2 separate regions of the Sus scrofa genome follow, and region 2 is linked to region 1. A link is a contact called in public HiChIP or PLAC-seq data. All regions are on one chromosome and are shown on one strand. The core of a region is the stretch at or near the end of the contact, and the rest is flanking DNA. Distances in the headings are between cores, read along the strand shown.

Region 1 (6,684 bases), core at 3,628-6,127:
TGGTCTTCTTTTTTTTTTTTTTTTTTTTTTTTTTTCCTTTTGTCTTTTTAGGGCCGCACCTGTGGCATATGGAGGTTCCCAGGCTAGGGGTCCAGTTGGAGCTACAGCTGCCAGCCTACACCACAGCCACAACAACGCAGGATCCGAGCCACGTACTCGACCTACATCACAGCTCACAGCAACACCAGATCCTTGACCCACTGAGCAAGGCCAGGGATCAAACTCTCAATGTCATAGTTCTTAGTTGGATTCATTTCTGCTGTGCCAAGACGGGAACTTTTTTTTTTTTTTTTCTTAAACCTACAAGGAGAATGTCCAGACTTGAGGATCTGAGTGTGTTTTGACCCTTCACATTTTAGGTCAGATCTGCCCACCATGGAATTGGGATTTTTCCAGCATCCATGGGATTGGCAAAGCATGGAAGGTAATCCTTCTGGTTTATCTGGGCTAAAACACCACCCATTTAAAAATTGCTTTTTATTAAAATACAAAAAAGCAACTCAAAACTACACATTAAGTTTGGTTCGGAAAAAAAATTTCATTGAGAGTAAAAAAAATTTCATTGAGAGTTTGTATATGGAAATGAGGCATCTGTCTCAATTTTCTATTTTTCAAAATAAAAGTAAAGGAAGAGTTCCTGCTGTGGTGCAGCGGAAATGAATCTGACTAGGAACCATGAGGATGCAGGTTTGATCCCTGGCCTCGCTCAGTGGGTTAAGGATCCGGCATTGCCATGAGCAGTGTAGGTCGCAGATTCGGCCTGGATACTATGTTGCTGTGGCTGTGGCATAGGCCAGCAGCTGTAGCTCTGATTGGACCCCTAGCCTGGGAACTTCCATATGCAGCAGGTATGGCTCTAAAAAGCAAAAATAAGTAAATAAATAAATAAATAAAAGTAAAGGAAAGATTATTCAGTATGTTAAGAACTCTCATTTTTCTGGGCAATTAGCTCAGAGAGAGGAAATGATGTCTCACGGATGAGCAGATATAAAATTACAGAGCATTAGGGATGGAAGAAATAACCTCATTTAGCCCAAGCTCTCCTCTCTGGGGGAGGGGCCGAAGCCCAGTGAGGCCCTGCGAGCCCCCCACCCCATGACCCCTCATCCCTGGACCCACTATCCACCCTCCCCCCACCAGATCCACCTGGAATCTAGGAAGCCTGAGGGGATCAGTACTTGGGATGGCCCCGCCCCACCTCCTGTTCAATTTGTTTGCAAACTAAGCCCTGGGCAGATCAAAGACTCCTCTCTCCCCGTGGCCCACCTCACCCCGCAAGTACTGCAGGAGAGACTTTGTCATTGGCATCACACTTGTGGTTGGTGGTCCCCATTGGCACCTGTACCCAGCTCCTCTGAGGCCCCATCCATCCTCTTTCTAAATCACCTCTGTTGGGGAAAAAAATGAAAGAACAGACATGACAGCATGGGGTGAGTGGACTCAGCACTGGGGGGCCTTCTTCCTCAAGCCGCTCTAGGCCCGCTCCTGGAGATCTCAGTGCCCATGGCTGCCCAACACACCTCCGTCCACCCTACCTTCCAGGTTCTTGCTGAAACGCTTCTTTTTCCTAGTAGTTAAAAATCTTTTGAGGCAAACAGTTCCAGATACACCTCACTTTTTGACATGACCCTGAAATGGTTGGCCATCTGCCTTTCCAGTTAGTTTTTGCTTCTGTTCTGGGGTCTCAGTTGAGTGGAGGGGCTTCTGACACCTTGCTAATGGTGCCCCAGGAGGGATCCTGGGTCCCTCAGACGGCCTGAGCCCAATCCTACCCGGGTCCCTTCCCCAGGGTGCCCAGGTGATCCCCACGCTCGGTTTTAGAGTCATCTTATAACAGGTATTTGCTGCCAGCCTCTTGTGGGCTTGAGAGACGGGCAGGCTTTCTCAGAGGGCATCTTATGAAGATGCCAGGAGAACCTAGTTCCCTGGCCTCCCACCCCCTCTGTCCTCCATCTCCCCCCTAAGTAATACGAGAAAAAGTGGAGATTTGGCCAATATCCAATGGACCTGATTAATATAGACAGGCCACTTGAATAATTCAGACCTTGCTTGAGGTGTGCATTTATCAAATTAAATGGAAAAATGCCAGGACTCCATTGGATGATGTCCTGCGACGTTACAGCCCCAGAATTAGACTAGCTCCTTGAGGGGCTTCAGGTCTGAGGCAAAGGGCTGGACAAGAACTTCTCAATCCATCCTTACAACTGGGCATTGTTTGTGTTTTTTTGGTTTTTCTCCCCCCCTCCCCCCGCCCCGAGGTTTTCAAACTGAGCCTCATATGTGACATCCTTCATCCAACTACAACTTGGGGTGGGGAGCCCAAGAGGTAAATGGAAAGACCCTGGTTGGCCCCGCACAGCATGCTTCCTCCCAGCCTTGACGTGCATTCAACTTATGCTGATTTACAGAAAATTTATCCTTGAGCAAATCCAGTTATGCAATCCGTGTGGGTCAGGAAGAAAAATAGATGGCACATTCAGCTTAGGGGCCTCCCAAGAGGTTTGCTTTCTAAGGGGGAGAACGTAAGAACAGGAACCTGCAGGGCTCAGAACCTGCAACCCTTCTGAGACCCAGAGGGAGATGGGAAGGGAGAGGACATTGCAGTTTTTGGGGGTGAGGGGGTGGACAGAGCGGCTTCTCATCCAGCTCTTCACACCACCTGCAACCTCTCAGAACTGAAGGATGTGGCCTCATACAGGCCTTCCCATGGTGGAGCCAACTCCTGAAACATGGCTGCAGGAAGGTCAAGACTGGAAAGCTCCTGCGATGATCTAGGTTATCTTATCCCGCTTATGATGCTTGAACCTTGCTGGACCAGCTCTGCCGGTGATTGTAAAGCCAATGCTTTTACAGCCCTTTCCTCCTCCGGGAAACCTCTCTCAGCTCCATGGAACCTGGGAATTTGCGAGGTCGTCTAAATGATGCCCTTAATTCTACCTCCCAGAAACTTCCGCCATTTGCTCTTGGTTGTAGGGGTGCAGGGAAAACCCATTCTCTCTTTACATGAGCCTTTTCCCCCACACACTAAGACCCAGGAACCCTGTGTCTGCCTACGTGGAAGCCACCCACCTGCCCCCCTGCTGGGCGAGCTGGAGGGGGTGGGGTCCAACATCCAGGCCAACTGATTGCTTGTAGCTTTGAGATGTCATTCTTGGCGCACTAGAGGCCTCAACAGATGTTCATGGAGGAGTGAGCGCATCTCGCATCGCGTGTGTTATTTCTCCTCCGTGACCCCCTCCCATTTCAATTAAGTAAGCTAAGCAACATCAGCTGCAGCTTGGGTCCCCTGTTGTTTTACTAAACACCCAGGCTTGTTATCCTGAGTGTTATTCTGACTCCAGTGAATATAGTTACAATTTTTTTTTTTCAACATCAAATAGTAGAATCTTGGAAAGTTTGAGAGTGTTACTAGCTTCCGAAGGCTGGATAATCAAGCCTCACAGGCTGGGGGAGCTCAAACAATAGAAATGTATTCTTGCCCAGTCCTGGAGGCTGGATGTCCAAGATCAAGGTGCTGGCTGGCAGGGCTGGTTCCCCTGAGGCCTCTCTCCTTGGCTTGCCGACGACCACCTTCTCCTATGTTCTCATGTGGTCCTTTCTCTCTGTGCTTGCATCCGAATTTCCTCTTCTTACACGGACACCAGTCAGGTTGAATTAAAACCCACCCTATGGGGGTTAGGACTTGAACATATGAATTTTGGGAGAATGTAATTCATCCCATAACAAAAGGTCACCCTCTCCAACCTATGTTCTGGTTCCTTTGCGGAAATATCTTCCAACATATCAGTCCTAAACCTACACACCAGGCACCTGCGTAGGTCCCCCTGAGGATGGAGAGCTCATATTTCAGAAGCCAGCACCTCCCTCTGGGGGCTACTTTGAGTGTCGGAGTCTTTGCACATGTCGAACCCCAATGATCATTCTGGAAGCTTCTCCATTGCCCTGGGAACTGCAGGGGGCAGGGGGTTTGCTTCCTCTGCCGCAGGATAGCTCCTCTTACAGGCGGACTCAGCTCCAGGGCTGACCTCCAGCAAAGAAGGCGCCTGGACCTGGCCCCAGCTGAACACAGTCATTCCCACTTCAGAACCACTGGCTAGCGGCGGCCTGGGGCGGTCCTTTTCTCACTCGAGAGTGGAGCCTGCTCGCAGGGCCGGGATTCTCCTCCGATCATTCTGTTTTCCCAGGGAGGCTGCAGCTGGAAACCAGCCCCTCCCTCCCACATGTCCCCCAGGAAGTATCCGTTCCGAATCCCACGCAGAAACTGAGGATCGACACGCATCTATGTGTTCGCCAGCATTTCCATAGTTCCTTAGTGTTGACACGGGATGAATCCATCCCATAAATCTGGTTTCAGAACAGACGGGCCTTTGTTCCTCAGAATGGAGTCTTGCAGCAAGAGGAAGCCAAGGAGGCAGGCCAAGGTCAGGGCAGCTGCTGCGATCACCCACTGCTCTTGGCCACTGTCTCTGGCTCCAGGGGAGCCTCTGACCCTGTAGGGCAGCATACATCCCAGAACTTGCCTGTTTCCTTCTGCCCTGGATCAAGCCACATGTGGATATTTCCCCACCCCCGTTGATGTGTAATATCATGGCGCTTAAACATTGACAGCCTTCTAATCACGACTCTCCTGATCAACAGCATCCAGTGCCCACTGCTGCCTCCCAGTTCAGGCAAACCTTCTCCCATGCCTGTAATGCTATGCTGATTATATTCCATAGCCATCTTCCTCCCCACCCTCACCAGCCCTGCCTGGCTCTGGCTCTGGCTCTGGGGGGGCCTGCCCGCTGGCTTCTGGTTGGTTTTGGACCGTGAGAAGAAGCAGCAAGAGCTTGCAAAGTGGGAAAGGAGGGATCATGTTTCCCCTCCCTGCTCAGGGCGCTGCAAAGATGCCACGTCCCCCCCTCCCAGGTCTGGGCGTGTTGGGCTTCCATCCACGCCACCACCTGGATGCCCTCGTGTCTCTTTCTGAGGCCCTGACCGCTGCCCACAGCCTCCTGACCTGGATTCTGTTTCCTGTACAAGCCCTCCGGAGAAGCTCCTGAAAGTGAAAAGATCTAGTTCTCATTCTCCCTGATCTTTCCAGTTCATCCCCTGAACCTGAACTTCATGACACACTTCTTCCTGCTGCACCGAAATCACAGGCCTTCACAACTCCACTGCACAGCAGGATTGTTCAGGGGAAAATGTTTTAAGGCGTCAGTGCCTGGGCCCCACCCTCAGGAGTGGGTCTGGCTCTGTTGACTTGGGTGGGAAGGTCCGGAGTGGCCGCATACCAGCCAGGCAGGCGGATCAGACCATAAGCATCAAGTGGCCGGGGGGTGGGCGCCAGGGCAAGGTGTCCCTTGTTTCAAGTTTTCCAGGTGATGCTCACACTGGGCAGGCTCGAGCCGCTATCCTGAACCCTGGACTTAGTGGGTGATTTCCCTTCTCTGTGGGAAATACCCCCACCTGTCTCCTTCCCATCACAGCATCATCACGGACCCCCCTTCAGAGCCCGTCTCACATGGGCTTTTCTGTAAAGCCTCTCCTCAGCTCCATGCCCACCAGGGCTGATGGCTTGGTCACTGGAAGACTCCTGGTGTCTACTACTCCTCTTAGGCCTCCTGTGACAGCAGCTGTCCTGGTGGCCTGGCTGCACAGTGACCTTGTGCGTTTGCAAAGGACTTCAAGTTCATCTTGTCCAACTTGCTGCTCCGTGAGGGGGCCAGGCTCAGGCAATATTGGGTCTGGGGTCTCTGGTGTCACAGCCTGGTGTCCTGTTATCCCTTCTCTAAACTAAAAAAGGCTGGACTTGACTCCAGGTCAAATTTGAAGGCTATTCCCCTCACCCCCTCTCAGCTGTGTAACTCCACGTGGTTTTAAAATGTTTTGTAGAAAATCAAATCTATAATCATGTCGTAGAGGAGAAGGTCTTTGTTTAGATGTTACATCTGAGTATTAATTGTTACAAATCACAAATGCTGTGCTCAACATAATCCAATATTTTCGATAAAAACCCTGATTTCAGTCTCTAATGCTACTATATGAAATGCATTTTTAAAAAAATTAACCGGGGGTTCCCATCGTGGCTCTGCAGAAACGAATCTGACTGGTATCCATGAGGTTGCAGGTTCAATCTGTGGCCTCGCTCAGTGGGTTAAGGATCCAGTGTTGCCATGAGCTGTGGTGTAGCTGGCAGACATGGCTCAGATCCCGTGTGGCTGTGGCTGTGGTGCAGATTGGCAGCTATAGTTCTAAATCGCCCCCAGCCTGGGAACCTCCATATGCCATGCGTGTGGCCCTAAAAAGCAAAACCAAAAAACAAAAGCAAAAAACAATACTGCTGATTTGCTCTTGGGAGATGAAGTCAGGTGCAGTTTCCCACACTGTGCTCAGTCTTGCTCGGCTTAACAATGAATAAGCAGTCCCGTTGTTCTTTTTCATTTATCTTCTCCTCCCCAAGGGCTTCACACCCCTTTCTGACATCCCATGTCCCAGCCCCTGACACTGACAATGAACTAATAACCATGGGTGTGAATGACAACCACCAGCTCCTTCACAATGTTCCACCACACCTTGCGCATCTGTCAGTCTTCCACTTCCCAAATTTGCGCACCAGTGCTTGGAAGATGTGCCATGATCTCTGCACCACTAAGGATGAAAACATCTGGGATAAATAAACAGTCAAGCTGTTGATGGTAAGAG
Region 2 (7,635 bases), core at 2,938-5,437, 220 kb before region 1:
ATCCATGAGGATTAGGGTTCAATCCCTGGCCTCGCTCAGTGGGTTAAGGAGCTGGCATTGCTGTGAGCTGTGGTGTAGGTGGCATATGCAGCTTGGATCCTGCATTGTGGGTGTAGCTCTGATTTGACCCCTAGCCAGGGAACTTTGATATGCCATGGGTTCAGCCCTTAGGAAAAAAAAAAAAAAAAAAAGTGCTTCTAATAAGCTTGCTCATGGCCCCTGCTGCAACCATGGGAAAAGCCTGCTGGAGAAACTGCAGCAACAGCCAGCACTGACCCCCAGACCTGCGACTGCTGGTTGCCCACTGCCACTTGCTGCCAGGTAAGACCAGCCCAGGCAGCTGGCTCAGAACCACGAGGGACCAGAGTGAGGGCTGTCCCAGGTCTGTGCAGGATGTTGCTTTCAGTTACTTCACTGGATTTTCATAGTTTGGGTTGAATGTAGATGAGTTTATTTAAAATTTCCAACATCCTAAATAATAAAACTTACATAATTCTAATACATAATTTACTATATTAGGTAGTTATGCGTTAAAATCAAAGTTGAAGGTACTGAAATAGATAAAATCCGTTCAAGTTTCCAGTGTAGAATGTGTCACAAAGATAGGGATTAACTAATGCAATGTTGACAGGTTTTCTTTTGCTAAACATTAGAGAAGAAAGTTTGTTCTGACTTCTGAAATGTAAGGAACAGTTCTGCTGGATAAAATATTTACCAAAAAAAGAAAAAAAAAAATCTTAGAAGCACTTGGGAAGCTGGCAGGCAAAAACCTGAGAACCTAGGAACCTAGAAAAGGAGGCCCTGTGGCTTGATGCTGTGGAAACTGAGCCATGCTTTCCAAGGCCCCACACTCTCAAGATAGGAACCCTAATAGCTATGACCTCAGGGGGTAACCTGACTGGGTAAACCAATTAGAAGTAAGCCTGCTCTTAGCTCAGGGAACTATATCCAATCACTTGTGATAGAACATGATGGAACATAATATGAGAAAAAAGATGGTATCTGTATGTATGACCGTGTCACTTTGCTGTAGAGGGGAAATTGGCACAACATTGCAAATCAACCATAATTTAAAAAAAAAATTTAAAAAGGAGTAAGCCTGCTCTGCTGAGGTGGGGAGGAGAGTAAAGAAGAGATAGGTCAGAGGAAAGAACGGGAAAGGCAGAGGAAGAAGGGATGAGGTGGGAGAACTGAAGCACAGCATGCTGGCTCACACACAGCGCCACAGCCAAAACCCCGTCACTAGGATGGGGAGAGAGACTGCCCCCCAGTGTTCATGTGTTAGAATAACCAGGTGGAATATCGCTGGCTGGCTGTGTTGACAGAAAAGATGCTGTAAAAGGACCATTCAGGGAGTTCCTGTTATGGTGCAGTGGAAACAACCCCGACTAGGAACCATGAGGTTTCAGGTTCGATCCCTGGCCTCACTCAGTGGGTTAAGGATCCAGTGTTGCTGTGGGCTGTGGTATAGGCCACAGATGTGGCTCAGATCTGGGCTGTAGCTCCAATTCAGTCACTAGCCTTGTAACCTACATATGCCGTGAGTGTGGCCCTAAAAAGCAAAAAAAAAAAAGGACCATTCCGTACAGGAAACTAAAAGGTGATAACACAACATATTTTAAGTTTTTTAATTTTTATTGATATATCATAAAAAGTCCATTTCAGTTCAGTGAATCTACATACATATATGTATGTGTATATATATATATATATACATATATGTGTTTATATATATAAAACCACTACCCATTTCAGTTCAGTCCATTTCAGTTCAGTGAATCTACATACATATATGTATGTGTGTGTGTGTTTATATATATAAAACCACTACCCAGATCAAGATATGGAACAAGGCTGACACTTTCGGTAAAGGGCCAGATAGTAAAAATTTTAGGTTTTGTGGGCCATGCAGTGTGTAAATGAATGGACATCACTGTGTTCCAGTGTAACTCTTTTTAGGAAAACAGGCAGAGGGAAGGATTTAGCACATGAGCCATAGTTTGCCAACAACATAGTGTTTCCAGCACCCAGAAAGTTCCCTCATGCCCTTCCCATTCAGAGGGTAACCACAAGTCTGGTTTCTATCTCTATAGTTTAGTTTCACCTGCTAACATCTGCCTTACACCCTTTTATGTATGTGTTTTATTTCAAGAATTTAATAAGAGGTCTTGGGATTTCCCATAATGGCTCAGCAGTAATGAACCTGACTAGGATCCAAGAGGACACAGGTTCGATCCCTGTCCTCACTCGGTTAAGGATCTGGCGTTGCTGTGAGCTGTGGTGTAGGCTGCAGACGTGGTTTGGATCCTGCATGACTGTGGTGTAGGCTGGCAGCTGCAGCTCCAACTCAACCCCTAGCCTGGGAACTTCCATATATTTTGGGGCCCTAAAAACCAAAAAACCAAAAAAAAAAAAAAAAGAATTTAAGGTAAAAAGTCTGGCTTAATGAAAAGGATTTATTATAGAATGATTTTATTTTTGAGCCTGTCAGGAACACAGTGTAGTGCATTGATTCCAGCGACAGGGCTGTGTAGTTAGGGGTAGAGGTAGAGGTCTTTTGTGTGTGGTCAGACTTGAGGTGGGCGTGACAGCTCAGACCTCAGCTCACCTCTTTCAGAATTTTTCCTTTTATCTTTGCCTTTCAACATTTTGAATGTGATGTGTCTGGATGTGGGTCTCTTCGCATTTTTCTTTCTTTGAGTTTATCATGCTTCTTGGCTGTGCATTTTTAGACAAATGTTTTTTGTTGAATTGGGGGAAGTTTCCAGCCATTAATCCTTAAAATATTTTTCTGTCCCTTTTCTGTCTCCTCCCCTGGTACTCCATCATGCATATGTTGGTATGTTTAGCGATATTCCACAGTGTCTCTATTTCCCTTCATTCTCTGTTTTTCAATTTCTTTTCTTTTTTTTTTTCTTTTTAGGCCCTCACCCTCAGCATATGGAGGTTCCCAGGCTAGGGGTCGAATGGGGAGCTGCAGCTGCTGGCCTACACCACAGCCACAGCACCAGGTCCAAGCTGCATCTGCGACCTACGCTGCCCCTTGTGGCCATACCAGATCCTTAACCCACTGAGCAAGGCCAGGGAGCAAATTTGCATCCTTGTGGAGACTATGCTGTGTTCTTAATTCTCTGAGGCACAATGGGAGCTCCTGTTTTTCAAGTTCATAATCTTTGTTGATCTATCTTCAAGTTCACTAATGTTTTTCTTCTCCCAACTGAAATCTACTATTGACCCTTCTAGTGAATTTTGTCATGCACTTTTCAACTCCAGAATTTCTATTTGATTCTTTTCTTACCCTGTTTACCTCCTTATTAACCAATACCTCAGTTCTCTGAGGAGTGACTGTTCTCATGACCATCCCTTCAATTCTTTAAACGCTCAGCAGTGTTTGCTCTGAGAATCTGGTGTGGCTTGGGAATGTGTTCAGGCCTGTCCAGTCCCACTCTGACTGTCCCTGAGTGGGTACAGCCTGCACGCTCCTGGCCCCCAGGGCTGAGTGGGATTCTGGGATGGCTCTTCTTAGCTCTTTCCCTTGTTAAACTTCAAACTGGGCTGCCATTTTGCTTTTTGCTATTGGTATCCTGGAGCCCCCAGCCCCCTCTTAACTGTCTGCCACCAAGATCGCTCTTGATTTTGACAGTCCCCTCAGGCACAGATTTCTCTATTCTTGGTACCAGATAAAAAGTCAGTGCTCTCGGTGCAGAGCTGCTGAGTTGCCATTCGCAGAGCCTGGGGCAGGACTCCTCCATAAGTAGGTGCTGGGAAGTAGGGGGGCTGGTAGCCCCCAGTCTTCTCAGAGCACACCTTCCAATGTGAAAACTCCACCCTGTGAGCAGGCTGGTGCAGGGGGGATCAGAGCCCCCCCCCCCCGATTTTCAGCCTCTTCCCCTGGGGCAGAGCCCTGGACCATGGGAGCCCTTCCACTCCTGGCTGCAACTGCCCAGAGCAGAGCTTCTGTCATGTGACACGGGGAGTGGGGGCAGGACAGGATCGGCTGTGGCTCAGATGCCACAGGGGCTCACTCTTCTCATTAACATGCAGATTTTCCTGAATAAATGTCTCTCCATTTGCTGTATGCCTCTGGGGATATTTTCAGAGACTAAGTTATTCGGTCTGTATAAATAGTTCCCAGCTAAAGCACTGTTTCACTGGCAGAGGGTCAGCTGAGCTCTGCACCTTTCCATTCCAGAAGTCCCTCCCTGGCAGTTGTTTGAGCCTTGGCTGGGCTGCTTGGAGTCCAGTGGTTCAGCTAGAGATTTGTAGGGCTTTCATGCACATACCATGAGGCTCTCTTTTCTAGAACTTTCCCATTTACTTCCCAGGATCTGTTTGTCCCCAGCTCTGCCCTCTGGTTCTGCAAGCCAGTGAGCTGGCCCTGAGCTCAGAGCCGTAAGAGTGGGAAACCCTCCCTCTTCTTCAAAGACTTCCCTCCAAAGACTTCCTGCTGTGGGTCATGCTCCTGGATTTCCAAATTTTTAAAAATATTTTTGTCCAGGAGTTCTCTTGTGGTGAAGCAGTTTGAGGATCTGGCATTGTCGCTGCTGTGGCACAGGTCCAATCTCTGGCTTGGGAACTTACACATGATGCAGGAGCAGCCAAAACACACACATATATATAATTTGTCCAGAATGGTTGTTACTTGAAGGAGGTTGTTATTCCAACAGAGCTACTCGCTAGACATGGAATTGTGCTCCATCTAGTGTATCATTGGTTTTAATGAAGATCAGGGAAAATGTTCCATCATGAAGACATAGAAAAAATTTTTTTTGAATTTTGCTATTTTTATTTTAAAAAGCACATTTGCAAGAATGCATTTACCTTTATATCATAAAGTAAGAGCCAGCAAAGCAACTAACAAGGTGGAGGGGGGTGGTGGTTATTTTTTTTGAGCAAAGCCTCCAGCCAACAGACCATACAGCCAGAGGCCCGTTTCAGCCACAATCAAGCACTTCTCACAGTGACCAGCACTCAGATTAAGAAACTGGCTTCACAGATGCTCTGCGTAGGTGGGACTTGAGTTCAACCAGATTTTTCTGCTGCATAGCCGATCATTGTATCATACTGCATTATCTTAGAAAGCTAAGGACAAAAAAATCACAGTTGTTATCCCAAAAAGAACCATGCCATGCCCTACCTGGTAAGTTGGCATAAATTCCACATGCCAAGGGCGTGGCCAAAAAAAGGTGAGCACAAAAACCTTAACCTCTTGATGTGCAGTGATTTTTTGGGGTTTTCTGGGTCTAGGGCATAGCGAACCTTTAGAAGTCAGCTCAGGAGCCTACCTGAAAAGGAGTGTTCTATTTAGAGCTGTGATTTCCCTTCTTATCCTTCAGAAACACTCACAGAAGGCTCCCAGGTGGCCTCAGTTGCCCAGGTGTTGACAAAATACAGGTGCGCAGGACATCAACTCTGGTCTGGAGTCACCTGTGCCTCCTGTAAGCCTCCACTCACGGAGGAGAAGGCAGGCAGGTGTGAGGGCTTGGCCGGGAGCACAGGAGAGCATCGAGCTCTGTCCAGAAAAGTGACCCAGTGCTGCCCGCACGTCCATCAGCTCACGTGCTGTCGCTTATGTCACCACATCCTAGGCTGAGCATTAAATTCCCAGGGAGTCTGGGAAAGGGTCAGAGAGGAAGGCAGCTGCCCTGGTGCTGACTGCGGCTTCCTTTTCGATAAAAGGCCTGATGCAATTTCAGTCCGTCAGAGCCCTAGTGGAAGCTGCAGTCAAGTGTTGTTTATGCTGAGACCCTTAACGTTTCATATTTGACCCACTGCACTTGACATAAGATTTCCTCCCGGATCACTTTATCGTGAGCCGGCTCACCTTGCTTTGGGCTCCACGTGACAAAGTTACGGCCTTGGAAATACCATTTTTTTGGCTTTGGCGGGTATTGGCTTGATGTGAGATCTCAGGTCCCAGGCCAGGGATTACTGCCCCTGGCTGTAGCCGCGAAAGCGCCAAAAGCCAAGCACTAGGCCACCGGTCAACGCCCTGACACCAACCCTTCATTAACTCGCGGTAATTGCACTTAATAATTAAAGACACAGTGAAAGAAAGGTCGGTCTATAAAGATAGCATTCAAAAGGATGTTTCCACTCGGATTGTCCTTGCGTGATTCCACGAATGCACAACCACCTCCCACTTCGGGCTCCAGGACCTCCTTCCCTAGGCCTCAGGCACAAGCGCGGAGCAAGGCTGTAAACAGGTGTGGGCGGCACAGGTAGCAGGCGGGGCCGGGGGCCGCGGCACCACCTGGGGGCGGGGCGCGGCGGGGCGGGGCGGGGCGGGGCGCGGCGGGGCGGGGCGGGGCGCGGCGGGGCGGGGCGCACAGGGGGAAAGCAGCGCGAGCAGGCCCTCTAGCGGCTCAGATGTCCTTCCCGCAGTCGGGGCACAGGATGTCGTCTCTCTCGGTGACGAAGCCTCGCCCCACCAGCGACAGCGAGCACTTCTTGCAGTTGAAGCAGTCGTTGTGCCACTGCCGCTCCTCGAAGGAGATGTACTTGGTGCCGCCCAGTCCTGTGGGCGGCGGGGAGGGAGCAGGTGAGGATGGGGAGGAGGCGGGATGGGAGGATGGCGGGGGGGGGGAGTGGGGAGCGGCGGGGGAGGGCGGATGGGGATGGGGTTGAGGGGGAGAGGAGGGAGACGGAGGGGAGGACCAGCGGCGGGGGCGGGGAGGGTGCCCTGGCTGGGTCGAGTCCAGGCCCCGCCCGATCATGGGCCTGGGTGCTGGGCTGCACGCCTAACTCGGATTCTGGGCTCGGGTGGGGGCGCTCCTGAATGAGAAGCAGAGAAACACTCCAGAACAACACGACAGTCACCATAATAAGGAGTCGACTGCGTGGATTTGCCTGTCTCACCGGAGTGAAACTCGGTGAGGCGGGGAGCCTCTCGCTCCTTGACGGGGCGCCCCAGGCCTGGAGTTCCGAGGTCCCGGGCTCATGGACAAGGTGCTAAAGGGGCGCAAGGGAGGATAAACCGTGTCTCCGTGGCGGAGGGCACACGAGGACGTACGTGGACACAAGTCAGGGCTCCAGCGACCGGTGGGAGGAGGGAGGTTGCAAAGCTGTGTGGACAGCAGGGAGGGAACAGGAAGGGCAGAGCATTTCAATTCGGGGGCTGGACTCCCATGCCTAACCTCATGGAGTGCTTAAGGTACCCTGCCGCCTATGACCATGTAGTTGGTCCGTCTAGCCACCAAGCAAGAAAATGCAGGCAAACACGGGGTTCTCTTTGGTGAAATTTGGATCACGAATTCCAATACTTTCCAGAAAGAACGGTTCAGTTTGCCACACTGAGAACAAAGGAACCACATTGGCTACTCCATTCCTAATCATTGGCGGTCTCAGACTAGCAGAAGGTCTGTGGTTCACCCCACAGTTGCTGCCTTTAGTAACATAACTGCCTGGGCCGACCATGGGGCAGCTTCAGCCTAATCCCCCTGGGACGGTGATGACAGCGCTGGGCATAAACCCAGCTCTCTTTCCTTTTTGGCTGCACCGAGGCATGTGGAAGTTCCTGGGCCAGGGAACGAACCTGCACCGCTGAGGTGACAACACCAGATCCTTAACCTGCTGGGCCACCAGGGAACTCTGCCAGCTCTCTTTCTGATACCACACTCCCTCTGCTACTCATGG

What was found. HiChIP or PLAC-seq counts read pairs in DNA pulled down with a chosen protein or histone mark.
Region 2: an H3K27ac HiChIP or PLAC-seq map of skeletal muscle shows a contact between it and region 1, with 2.2 times the contacts expected there. The contact joins two enhancer-like sites. A contact is called at or near these places in 2 of 47 Hi-C or Micro-C datasets (fetal skeletal muscle and fibroblasts) and 1 of 2 datasets of contacts at active chromatin or transcription factors (skeletal muscle).

The regions. Positions count from the first base shown.
Region 1 is chr3:49,225,689-49,232,372 of Sscrofa11.1, reverse strand. No RefSeq gene overlaps it. Among named protein-coding and RNA genes, the nearest start is that of NCK2, 120 kb to the right of the region's middle. Within about 2 kb of position 4,877, at least 8 of the 83 cell types and tissues checked have an H3K27ac peak or open chromatin away from gene starts, as enhancers often do. A contact at or near this core is called in fetal skeletal muscle and skeletal muscle, where this site is marked.
Region 2 is chr3:49,445,588-49,453,222 of Sscrofa11.1, reverse strand. It overlaps FHL2 (four and a half LIM domains protein 2), which reads right to left. Exons shown (of 6, transcript XM_021087113.1): 6 at 4,764-6,517. The coding sequence ends at 6,366. Among named protein-coding and RNA genes, the nearest start is that of C3H2orf49, 16 kb to the left of the region's middle. Within about 2 kb of position 4,187, at least 4 of the 83 cell types and tissues checked have an H3K27ac peak or open chromatin away from gene starts, as enhancers often do. A contact at or near this core is called in fetal skeletal muscle and skeletal muscle, where this site is marked.